Linked DNA regions of Arachis hypogaea: region 2 is linked to region 1. Evidence: chromatin contacts called from public Hi-C data. All regions are on one chromosome and are shown on one strand. Each heading gives the region's core, a stretch centred on a gene start, on an enhancer-like site or on the middle of the called end of the contact. The rest is flanking DNA. Distances are from core to core; before and after follow the strand shown. Region 1 has its middle 21 kb from the start of LOC112702270. Region 2 holds the start of LOC112702273 (E3 ubiquitin-protein ligase BRE1-like 2).

Evidence for each region. A called contact is a pair of places that touch in the nucleus more often than the background predicts.
Region 2: a Hi-C map of an unstated tissue shows a contact between it and region 1, with 4 times the contacts expected there. The contact joins the promoter of LOC112702273 here to the enhancer-like site in region 1. A contact is called at or near these places in 3 of 8 Hi-C or Micro-C datasets (leaf and an unstated tissue).

The regions. Positions count from the first base shown.
Region 1 is chr7:7,006,878-7,013,805 of arahy.Tifrunner.gnm2.J5K5, forward strand. No RefSeq gene overlaps it. Among protein-coding and RNA genes, the nearest start is that of LOC112702270, 21 kb to the right of the region's middle. Within about 2 kb of position 1,839, at least 3 of the 3 cell types and tissues checked have open chromatin away from gene starts, as enhancers often do.
Region 2 is chr7:7,129,501-7,135,961 of arahy.Tifrunner.gnm2.J5K5, forward strand. It overlaps LOC112702273 (E3 ubiquitin-protein ligase BRE1-like 2), which reads left to right and starts at 4,766. Exons shown (of 20, transcript XM_025753244.2): 1 at 4,766-4,889; 2 at 5,058-5,172; 3 at 5,776-5,937; 4 at 6,144-6,231; 5 at 6,299-6,461. The coding sequence starts at 5,074.

The sequences.
Region 1 (6,928 bases), core at 589-3,088:
TATGTTTTTCAAAGACATACTTTGCAGTTTAGAACATGGCGTGGATGGTGTTTTGTTTATGATGACGAGCATTTTGGCAATGAGATGCTATATCCAAAGTGAGATGGCTTTCCTGAGGAATAAACGTTAAAAGTGATAATCTTTGTGGGATTAGATAGAATGAATGTAAGAGATTTTAGAAATACGAATGAAGTGCATTGAATAAAAACAATAAAACATTTCCTAAAAAGGATAGATCTTTGACTAGCTACAGCCTCATCTTGATGGTATATTTGGTTAAACTATATGAGTATATATAGTTTCATTTGTCTGATTTTGACCAATAAATATATTCCAACATTATTCTTTTATTTAAGCATTTGATTTTCACAGAAATAATATTCGACAGGAATAGAACAATCGATCTAGAGTTAGTTATTAGTAACATCATTGACAAGTAATTTATAGTAGAATCAATTATTCGTTTGTTAGGCTATATTTGGTTAGTGATGAGTAGAATTAGATTAGACATAAACACAACCAGAGACAATTTTTTTAGCTTCTTTGATAGCTAAGTAGGTAACAAAACACAAATATAAATCCTATCAAAATGATAATATTTTCTTCTAAATGAATGATTGCTGATGTTGTTACTCAGATCTGTTGAGATATGTTGTGATTTGTTGTTAATTGTATATTTGTGATATGTTTTGTTGTTTAATGCTGATATATTGTTTAATATGTTGTTGTGTTGTTCATCATCTGGTGAGATATGTGACGCCGTCTTAAATTTAATATGAATCAGTATAAAATTGATTCGAATGATTAAAAATTTTATTGGGTCTAAAATTGAAAAGGAATTAAAAAATGAATTCAGGTATAATTTAGGGTCGGATTTAAGTTGAGTTAAAATTAATTTCACTTTATCTATGAACACTCCTATGACAGATAATATGAAAATAAAAAGAAGAGAGGAGACGAAAAAACAAAGACAAATATAAAGATAAAAAGAATAGAAAAATAAAATAAAGTCAACAATCATAAAAAAATCAGATAACAAAATTTATAATACTACTATTATGTCTAATAAAAAATTTTTAAAGTATATCGGTATATTAGTATTTCAATAATTTTTAATTATTGATCTTAATTATAAAATATATATAATATATATAATTAACATCAATAATTAAAAATTACTAATATACTAATATATTTAAAAAAATTTTATATTATATTAGTAAAGTATATTACATGACAATATACATCTAATGTAAATATAAAACTGTATGTATATTAACAACAAATAAAAGTTAAATTTTTAATGTATATATATGTCCAACTGGAATCATTTTTGAAAATTTTTTTAAAAAATAAAATATTGTTAAAAATTTAGAGTACCCCACTTAAATTTTGAGAATCAATTTAAATAGATTTGGATCATCTAAATTTTAAATTTTATTTTAAAAAATAAAATGTAATCTTTTATTTTTTAATAGTTTTTTTTATATTTTTTTTAGTCTCGTTTATAAAATAAATGATAAGAGGTCATATTTTATTTTCTAAAATAAAATTTAAAATTTAAAAGATCAAAATATAATTTAAATATTTACCCATTGTATTATTTGCATTGTTTAGTGTACAAGACTACTAGCTAATTGTTTGTTAGTTAAAGCGTATCAACATAATATTAAAAGTAGTTTAGCTCATAAAATAGAGTTAACTTAGTTCCAAGCCTATGAAGCAAAGCAAAGCAAAGCACATGGAATCTATAGATTGTAGTAGCGTATGTATGTAGCTAAAACTCTGAATAGGGTCATCATGTTTGTTGACTTTCCAACCCTTCCACTGTTGCGCGAGTCCACCTGATGCCTTCCGTGGATCCAATCAAATCTTACTCTTTTTGAAGAGTAGGCCATCTCAACACGTGTCTAGACACAAGTGGTTAAATTGGAACTGTTACTACGTAACGCAGGACCACGAAATCTTACGTTGTCTGTGTCGTGAGAGTGAGAGTTACATGACACTGCATTAGCCTCGATTGCCGTACCGCATTGGCTGCGTATCAGACGCTAATTTCTTATGGGACTCACTCAATCCCTACATTTTCTTTTTCCTATTTTTTCTTTTTCTTCTTCTTTCTGTAGACCGGATTTTTTCATGATACATTTGTTAGAAATATTTGTTAGCAAATGTGGTCGAGAGGAGAACAAACTATATCCCAAATAACATAATTTTTTATATTTATTTAAAAGTTGTAAGTTCGAACCTTAATTTTAATTTAAAAAAAAATATATTTGAGATAAATTTTAAAGTAGTTTCTCAAATTATATTTAAATTTTATAATAATTTCTAAAATTAATAGTTATTCATATGTATTTTTAAAATTACACTTTAGAATTTAAAGTCGTTTTTCTAATATTTTTAAAATTATCAACTAAGCGCCATCAAAAAATTGAGGTAGACTCCTTTTTAACATGTTGGCAAGTCGAAAACGACATAATATTTAATTTGGTGCTTAATTTGGGCCAAACGACGTCGTTTCATGGATAAAAGCTTATTAATCGTTCACTTAACTTAACGTTTTTTCTCTCTTCCAAAACAGAAATATAAACTTCTTCCTTCAAAACTCTCTCTTCAATAACACTACTCTGAGTGACATTGCTACAGTGTATTCCTTCAAAATTCTACTGATTTCTACAGTTAGCTTTTTCGTCGTTGATATTTGTGAAAAAAAAAATCAAATAGAGTACTTATATTTACAGACAGTGTCTATATGTTTTCGATTTTTACAATTGATTTATGGACTCATCTTAATATCGATAGAGATTCCTAATTTCCTATGCATCTTAACCTATGCTTACAGTCGTAAGTTTTTTAATTTAACAAATATTATGTTATTAGGAATGGGAGGTGGCTGTTGTGGAATTGATACCTTGGGTTCCATTATTATTGTTAATTTGTTATTATTGTTGTCACCAGTATTATTTCCTCCATTTTTATCCTAGCTTTCGATCCATTATCATTACCTCTTCTACCTTCTACGTAGCCGTTGTTGCAAATCTCCTCCAATTTCAAACCAGCATCACTTGATTATATGTAAAACTCATAGAGTTTTGATTAGAGCATGAATTGTTCGAACTCTCGACTGCATTGCTTGCGCTGGCTATAGCCATTTAAATTTAAAGATGGAAAGAAGAAGGTCTGCGAGTTTAGAGAAGAGAAGAAAATGGATGTAGATAATGGTCTTCAATTTTGCGGATTAGGATTTTTAAAATTGATTCAGAGACTAAATTGTCATCAAAATATTTTCTTTTTCACATCACCTATTCGTTATTTTGCAAATGTGTCAAAAGAGAGTTTACTTTAGCTCTCCGATGGCGCCTAATTGATGGAAAATACTTGAAGGACGATTTTAAGTCTCGGAGTACAACTTTAAAAATACATATGAGTAACTATTAATTTTAGGAACTACTATGAGACTCGAATATAACTAAAGAGACTACTTTAAAGTTTATCTCAATATGTTTTGATATTGTAAAATATTGTCTAAAATATACACATTGTATTTTAAAAATTGACAGTATATTTTTTATAATTGATAATGCGTATCTGTAGATTATATTTTTACGAATAAAAATATTTTTTACAATATACTTTAATTTCTATAAATTAAAATACTTTCTGTAGATTGTATTTTATAAATAATATTTTTTATAAATACTAAATTATCAAATATTTAAGCGATTTATCAATATTAAAATAATATATAAAAAAATTAATCACATTTGTTCTACTTCTTCCGTTTAAATAATATTTCTTCTAGATATTGAATAAATTTGATAAGATTGAGAATACTTATTGTTGATATCAATATTATTCATAAACAAACCAAATTCTTAAAAAAAAAAGACAAAAAGGAGGAATATAAAACCATATATACTTTCCCTATCAATATTCTATTAATTCTATTATAAAACATTTAAGAGAACAATAATTTATGAATATTAACAGTGTTGGAGGAGTGAAAATAAATCTTCCAGTGCTAACAAATTATTTTGAAATTAAATAAAGGAATTATTACAAATATCTTTTATTTTTGATAAATTAGAGGAGTGAAAATAAAACTTCTTCTACTCACCTCATATTCTCTAAAGATGCTTTGCCTTGGTTTTCTTGATTAATGGAAGCAAGAGTCATCTTATTATATTATTTTTTAATGACATGACCAAAGCAATAACATTTGCCATAAACTAAATTTAAGTGCTCATATTCAATAGAATATACTATTTTATCTATTTTGATTTTAATTATCACACACTTTTATATACTTGTCCCACTTTGCAGATTTAATTGCTATATCAATTCGGATTGAAATGTTTACTGTTACATCAATTTTCATTATGGTCTCTTTTTGATAGAATTTGATATTTAAACTTGAGATTCTTATCCATATACCAATATAATTCCAAAAGATTCTTCACATGATACAAACTCAGGATTCTAAGATTTCACCGCCACATAATGATTTGCAATCATCCATAGTCTACCGAAAAGAATTCTCTTCCTATCTTTTCGCAGGTCGAACTTGATCAAAAAATACCCAAAGTCAATATCTAAAATTTCGTAACCTCCCTTCGTCTTCCAAACACCCTTGTACTTATGAACTATAGCCGTATAACTAAAGTTGTTATCCAAAACCTTAATTACAGTGGTATCTAAATACGGCATCGCCAATACCTTTCTCGCTTTAAGTGTGAAGGTATTGGAAATACTTTGTCATAAATCTTCGATGATTCTTCACCTGCTATTATTCTATAATATCAAGCATCTATTTACTAATTATTTTTTAACTAATAAAAAAATTGTTTGATAATTTTTAAATTTTAAATTTTTTATAATCGGCTCATCTTTAAACATTTTTTATTAAGTAAAGAATACTTTATTTTTTTAATTAGCAAATCTTATTATTTTATTTATTATATTTTATATTAATGGCTCATATTTAAAGTTTAAAATTTATAATTTAGAATTTAAGAAGGATTGTACTTTGTATTTTTTTTAGAGCACATTTAAAAGATAATTTAAAATTAAATATAAAATTTATTCCTCCAATACTTAGTTTTACTTTAGTTAAAATTTTATATTATTTTTAATTATTTTTAATTATTTTATTAATATAATTATACAAATAATAAAATTTTATTAATTTTCTATTAAAATGATATATTATTTTTAAAGGAATACCAATTTTATTTTATCAATCAATCATAATATAAATTTCAATTTTAAATTATTTTTTTTTCAAAATATAAAAAATAATATTTTAAAAATTTGTTATTAAAAATACTCTAATAATGCTCACCTAGACTTGGTCCATAATAATAATAATAATAATAATAATAATAATAATAATAATAATAATAATAATAATAATAATAATAATAATAATAATAATAATAATAAAAGTATGGTAATTGATTTTAATTAAATTATAAATATTTGATGAGTGAGATGGCAGTCTGCCAGAAGATCTAAAATTAATTTTAAATTTTTTATTGTGAAAGAATGGAAATACATGAATTGTGTTGATATCGTTGCGTCATTGATGATGCAAAAAATAGGCATTGATAATGTAGCTTTGAAAATTTGCCGACAAGTTAAAAATGGGACCACAACTGACTTTTTAATCCAACGGCTAATTTTCTTCCACGTTATCACCAATAGAACCTCCCAATAGTCCGCTTTAACGGCGTCGAAATTTTGCAACATCCATATTTTTCGAATTTCGATGCTGCAATTTCAGATATCTTAACAGGCAACAGTATTTCAAAATGACATTTCTACGGCAAATTAATTTAATATTGAGATGGGATGTGTGTTTTTTAAAAATATGAAATATTTTTGATAAATGCGATAAATATGAAAACCATTAATAGATAAAACAAATCATTATTAACGTTCATAATATAAAGAAATCGTAAATAACGATTTCATATATTTGAAATTTATAATTTTTTTGTACATACAAATTGTGAATAACGTTTTGAAAATTTTTTTTTGCATCTATTTTATTTTATTTTTCTTCTTTTACAAAATTGTTCATTAACCCTATGACCATGAACCTTTACTATGCTTTTATAATTCTAGAGTATTTCTACACTAGTATTACTAATTTACTACACCATACTGCATGCAGCTATACTCGCTCTTAAATTCTTAATACAAGTTTCCTCTAGGTCTAATAATTAACACTTATACTGTTAATTAAATATATGCCCAAATTAACCACAGAATAAAAAACTACTACTATATGTTAAAAAATTAACGATTTTTGTGTAAAAAGTTTTAAATATATAAAATCGTTATTTACGTCTTTTTTCATATTATAAAACACATTACAAAAAAAAATCGTGGTTCTCAATTTTATTTTAAGTATTGAAATAAATATGATAATATAGATATTTATTTAATTGATGGTTCACTTTTTTCAGGATGAAAATTTATTTTTTTAAAATAAAATGAAATTAATGAAACTAAAAAGCAATGCTCTTGTATACCTATGAATAGGCATGAACTGATACAAAAAGAATATATACACACAAGCAATAAAAACTTTTTTCTCTTTCTTTATATACTAATAATAGTTTTTCTCTTTTTCTCTCTTTTTATTACTGCATATAAATATATAAATAATTTTATTGAATTAATACTAGAGTCTTCTATTTACACGTCTTTATTTTATATTTAGTACATCTTCTTTTATTTATTTTACAACACATTATCAGCATGAGATTCTGATCAAATTTTAGGAATATTCAGGTAACAAATTTTTATTATGTCGAAACTCTCTCATCTTGAATTTAATGCTATTGATATATCTGGAAACAACTATTTATCATAGATACTAGATGATGAAATCCATCTTGATTCAATGGATCTTGGAGAT
Region 2 (6,461 bases), core at 3,516-6,015, 130 kb after region 1:
ATCAATTCTAACCATAAGCAGTATGAATGCCGAGATCATATGATAATCAAGACTCCTGTGATCACTCGATATCAACGTGGCCAGATAAGTATGAGGTCCATTGTACCATTTTACCTCTGAAATACATCTGCGCTAGCGGAGACTGATCCGAATCAACTATGTGCACCCGTTGCCAAATTTCTTATACTTCCTAAAGTACTTGCGATAATCAGACTCCACTAATTTATACTGAACCCCGCATCGGATGTTATATGTCTTTATGCTTAACACGGCCTCCTATTTATCCTGAAACTGCTGACCAACCTGAAGCTCCGCTAGTCTTCCAGTATCCTGTGTATCTCTGGCCCCAAGTCTAATAGGTACGCCAGGTACCCCCTGTTGTCTCATGGCATCCAAGTCCAAAGTTGAAAAGTGCGGCGGGTACCGCTGAGTTCCTGAAGTAGACGCTCCACCACCCCCAACTAGATTACTCCATGTTTTGTCATGACCACTATCATTGGCAATTGTGTCGGGCTCTACATCATCATCGTCATCATCATCTCGCAGTACATCGTCCACACCATCCAGTTCTCCACCCTGTAATAAAACAGGTGACGTATCAATAATATCGGCATTCGTTGTGTCACATACTTCTACGTCATGACTGCAGTTTAGATCAGTTGCGAAGGACGAGGAGGCAACCAACATTGCCTTAGATGCAATGACAGGCACGGATGAAGAGGCACCAACAGGCCTCGAACTAGAACAGGCTGCCGTTACCGGAGATTGGGGATTCCGATTCGAACCTCCTGAGCTAGAGACCACATCTATAAGTTTGGCCAACAGCTCAGCTGCTCAGGGGTCCTGATCTCGGGAAACTGTCGGCCACAATGAAATAGAACTTGCAAATCTTCGTCAGTCCCTATGACAAACGAATCGTATTTCACATCATCCCGCAAAACTGAAATCGAAATTCTATAGAATAACTTCTCAACCCGTTTCATGCCTTGCAACCCCAGTTTTTGGATTATAGAATTCAGGAACTCAGTGAAATTCATTGAAGGTTTTAGAAAAACACTAAGTGGATCCTTATTAGTAAACTTAATTTCCGAACGTGTTTTTTCTTAATCGACCCTCTATAGTGCACCAATACTAAAAAAATTTTCTCATTAGCCATTGTGTTTCACTCTCATAAGGAATTCATCACATTCATATCATATTTATATAGGTTGGCTTCCACTAAATCGAATTCCCCAAAATCGATTTATAACTATAGCTCACGAAAATAGTAATTCGAATCAGCCCCATTCGAATTAGTACGAGAACAAAATTATGGTAAATCGAAACAGATTGTGTCGAATTACTTTGTGAATCACATGCATGCATAAATGGAGTCATAGTGATTCGATTTACTATGGATCACGTTACATGCATAAGTCGACTCATACTATTTCGATTTGCATGTTTGCATAGTAATATGACTTATCCTGATTCAATTTAATAGAAAAATGAATAAATCAAATAAAATTCGTTCGATTTATATAGAGACGTGCATTTAGAAGATCCATGTAACATTTTTTTAGGTAATTTGTGTAATTTAGGATAACATATAGTTTATTTTTGCGTTTTGCTCTACTTTTAATATTTATATAAAAATATAATTATTATTAATTAATTACATATTTAAATTAATTTTTAATTAATAAAATAAAAAAAACACATTAACTCTTAAAATAATATTAATGTCAAAAATGAAAATATTTTCTATTATAAGATTAAAGGTATGAATAGCGAAGTTTTGATATATTTGCCTGTGATAGTATCCGGGGCAGCTATCATCATGCCTATCATTTATTTATTTATTTATCTTTTTGGATTTTTAAGTGCATAGTATCTGCCTTGCTCAAGCCATATAATTATTTGAGACCATAAAATTCCCTGGCATGATTTGATCGAGTATCGAATTTATAAGATACCTTATAAACTACCTATTGATAAGAAAAATATTAAACTTCGGTTAATTGTGAACATAAATTGTGTACTTAAAATTCTCAATTTTGTCTTTTTCTTATCTAAGAAGCACATACACGATTAAAATCTTGATGTATTTATGTTGGACACGAATACTCTTAAGTCTTACAATAAATTAAATACATAAGTTTAGATAGTTTATACTAATGAATTATAACTCAAATAATATAATTTTTTTTATATTCATAAAAAAAAGTTTAGATCGTTTATGTTTATGTCTATCATTCTTTTGTTTTTAAATATATATATATATATATGTATATATATGCAGCCATATTTTAACAACAAATATTTTTAATCATTTTAATATTATTTTATTATTATTATAATAATAAAATATTTATTATTTATATATTTTATTATATTATATTACATAACGTATTTTATATCATATCTTATATTTTATAAAAATATTATGAGTATATATCAATTTTAATTCTTAAAGAATTTTAAATTAGACACTTTAGTCTCTAACTAAAATTAATTTTTCGATTGGTCCTTAACAATTAACTCCGTTAGTCACTTAGGTTCTTTACTCTGTTAACTCTAACGGAGGACAAAATAGTCATTGACAACTCTAACAGGAGACAAAATGGTCCCTAATCTCCTCTATTCGGAAACGACACTGTTCTCTTCCAATTTCTATCATATCTCGTATAACACTAATAGTCTAACACTGTAACTTCAAACTACACAATGCACACTCTATAAATTTAATGTTCACAAGAAAAAAAGATCTTCAACTTGTTCTCAACCAATTCATACTCAGGAAACTAATGCATATGTCTCTTAACTAGTTGTCGTCTTCAATGGATCTCATGAATCTATACAGCAAGTCTGATTTGTTAAGACCTGTCGTTGTCGTTGCCATCTCCCTCCTCCTCTGCCCTATCATTTTCATGACCACATTATCCACCACTCCGATCGCTTCCTTCAGCTTCTTCTCCGAACCAATGTTCAGTAATCGCTTCAGTTTCCATATGAGTGGCAACGGCGACATTACTCGTTGTACTGATAGCTTGGATGCGAGGTTGAAGCTGTCTGCCAACTTGGACTCCGGAAAAGAAGGAATGAAGCACTCAGTGTCTATTTCAAATGAGAATTTGAAAGTGGAGAAAGGCGTGCCCTTGGAGTAGTTGTGGAACTTGGTCTTGAGAATGTCGTGGACGTTGTCGGGGTTGGAGGTGATGTTATCGAAGACGTGGAAGTGGATGCTTTTGGTGGGTAAAGTGTAGAAGAGATGGATATACTAGTCATAAAAATTTAGGAAGTGTGTGGTCCATGACATGTTGAGGTAGGTGCGATATGTGTAACAATTACACCATGGTTTAATCTTGGAGTTAAAGAGGAAGAATGAAAAGATGGAAAAGAAGACTGTGAAGGTGAAGAAAGAGAGTATGAATGTTAGGGTTATGTGAGATATGATAAAAATTAGGGAAGAGCAATGTCGTTTTCAAATAAAGGAGTCATGAATCATTTTGTCACTTGTTAAAGTTGTCAGGGATCATTTTGTCCTATGTTAGAGTTTTCAGGGACCATTTTGTCTTTCGTTAGAGTTGATAAAACCAAGAACCTAAGTGACTAAGGGAATTAATTGTTAGGGACCAATCGAGTAATTAATTTTAGTTGGGAACTAAAATGTCTAATCTAAAATTCTTTGAGAATAAAAAATGAGTATATACTCAAATATTATATTGCTGTATTCGTATGTCGTGTTTGTATTGCATGTCACATTTATGATTTCGAGCTTTTTGTTTTGTTTTTTTTAATAGGTAAATATATTTTAATAATTATATTTATTTTAGTTTTTATATTTATTTTAAATTAAATAGAAAATTTTGTAGAGTGTAGAGTGTAATTGATGTAAAATGTATAGAAATTCGAAACCAATAGCCAAATGATTCTTCGAGATATTGTCTTTCTTTTAGATTTGTTCACACACCAAAATCATATATGAACTAATATAATTATCATGTGACAATTTTTTTGCTTTCATAAATGATTTTAATTTTCATTTATGTAAAAAAATTTATATAATTATTTAATTATTTATGTATTTAGATGATATTTTAAATAATAATTAAAAAGTTAATTATTTTTAATAATATAATAATATATGGTTAAATTTTTTATGATGACAATTCATGAAAATTAAATTTTTAATAAACACAATAACAAATATATTAAAAATTAAAAATTTGTTTGTTTATTATAATAAATTTTTAAATTAATAACGTTAACATGTATATTCATGCTAGCTAAATTCATCTAAGTTTTATTTAAATTTTGAAATTCTTATATCTTTATTCTTTACTAGCTAAATTATGGATGGAATGTAATTATTATAAAGTTGTGTACCCCTCAAATTTTTATTGGCTTTCTCCCATCTTAAGATAATATATATATATATATATAGATTTTACATATTTTAAGAATTTAAAATGTTTAATTTTTCAATACAAACTTTTTTACATTTAATACTTTAATTATAAAATAAAAACCCACGTGTAAATATAAAATTTTTTGTTAAAAATTATTAGATGATTTAATTTATTTAACTAAATATTTTATATAAAAATAACTGTATATGAGTTTTTATTTAATTATAATTATAAAAAAATTATTAGTTAAATGATTTTTTATTTATCTTAAAATAGTTAAATTGCTACTAATTAACGTTTCTTGTACCTTCCAAAAAAATATTCGAGTTTTTTTAATTTCCTAAACAAAACTCAGTATTTTTTTCCTTTTTTAAAATTTAACATTGATGTGAAATTTGAAGTTATAGTACAAGCGTCCACCACCTCAAACTCAAAAAAAAAAAGAAAAAAAAAAAAGAAAAAGAAAGAGCTGAACAGTGTGGAACCGCTTTCTTCTGAGTGAGTGTATTTTTGATTTTTTGTGCTGTGTTTTCTCATTTCTGTTCTGTGTCTCCGTTTTCATGTCTTCTTTTTTCCTCAAAGGAACGAACTTGATAGGAAGCCATGATTCTGTGTTGTTTTTCTTCCTCCTAATGATGTGTGTTGGGTTTTTGTTGAGAATCTCAGAAATCGTTAAAACCAAATGGAAAACTCAGACCACAACGAACCCGAAAAGAAGAGGCCTCACCTCACTTCCGTTTCTTCTCGCGTGGCGCGAAACTCTCCATCGAACAACAAAACCGTAACCCCTTTTCCTCTCTCTCTACATATTTTTCTCTGTGTTTTGTATGCACACTGTGTGTTTGTTTTTATGTCTGTGTGTTTGATAGTCTGATTCTGAATTTCAGTGTTTTACATTGTATTTAGTGTGATATTGAGTTCTTAGAGCTGTTTGGTGCTGAGGGATTTTGTTTTATGGTCAAGTTGTGATCTTTGGGACAAAGGGATGGTGAATTTCATTGTGTTTGATACTAACTTGCTGCAGGGTAGGGCTGAAAGACTAGTAACAAGGTGAAGTGTCTTATGTGTTATGTTTTTTTGTGTAATTTTTAATTGGATGATGGAGTTTTGGGATTCAAAATTGAACATTCTTGTTATGCTTGATCTTTGTGAGAGGGATATTTCAAGTCATTGATATTTGAACATATGCATCTGCTATGCAGTTTATGGAATTTGAGGTTACTGGTAAGATTTTTAGAGGTTAAAACGCTGCCTTGTTTCTTGTTCCGTGAAATGACAACTCTATCTGTGGCAATAGGATATTGGGACTCTAATTTTTGGGTTTGTTGTGAATAGTTTTCGAGTTTTTCTTGCTTAATGGGAAATCATTGTGTTTTTTATACAGGCTGATGCTGGAGTCTTACAAGCACAGAACCAGCAGCTCGTTCAAAAGATTGACATCCAAAAGCGTGCTTTGCATGACCTTGAAGAAAAAATTAGAGAGTTAAAAGAGCGGCAAAATACCCATGATGATTTGTTAATTGCAGTGAACCAATGTTGGATTCAGGTTATTCCTTATTGTTACGCTTCCACTCTATTGTTCATCCTATTTAATCAGTTTTATTTTTCTTTCGCCTTTTGAAATTAATGCTTCCATAGAAGATAGGGCATGTTCTGCTGGCCATGTAAGAGAGGGGGGAATGGCAAGGCACTTTTTGCGATATGCCTCTAGCATATTCACATTGGGCTAACTTCATAATTTTTTCCCTCTAGTTGTCTGATGATCTGACTCTTCTTGGTGTACGAGCTGGTAGAAGCAAAGATGCATTACAAACACTAGATTACCATAATAACCGTCAAGGTACCCCACACATTTTTCTTGTAGTATGAACAAATTTCAAGGGACTGACATGAGTTAATCTCTCTAGGTTCACTTCCTTCATGCCCTGCGGAGGATATATTTCTGTGTAGATTGATCCAGAAAGATTCTGTTGGTGGAAACAGTATTGGTGAGAGAATTAATTATGTTGAAGAAAGCCTTGCTTTACGCCGGTCATCTACGTTAGAGTTGTTGAAACTCCTTCAAGATAC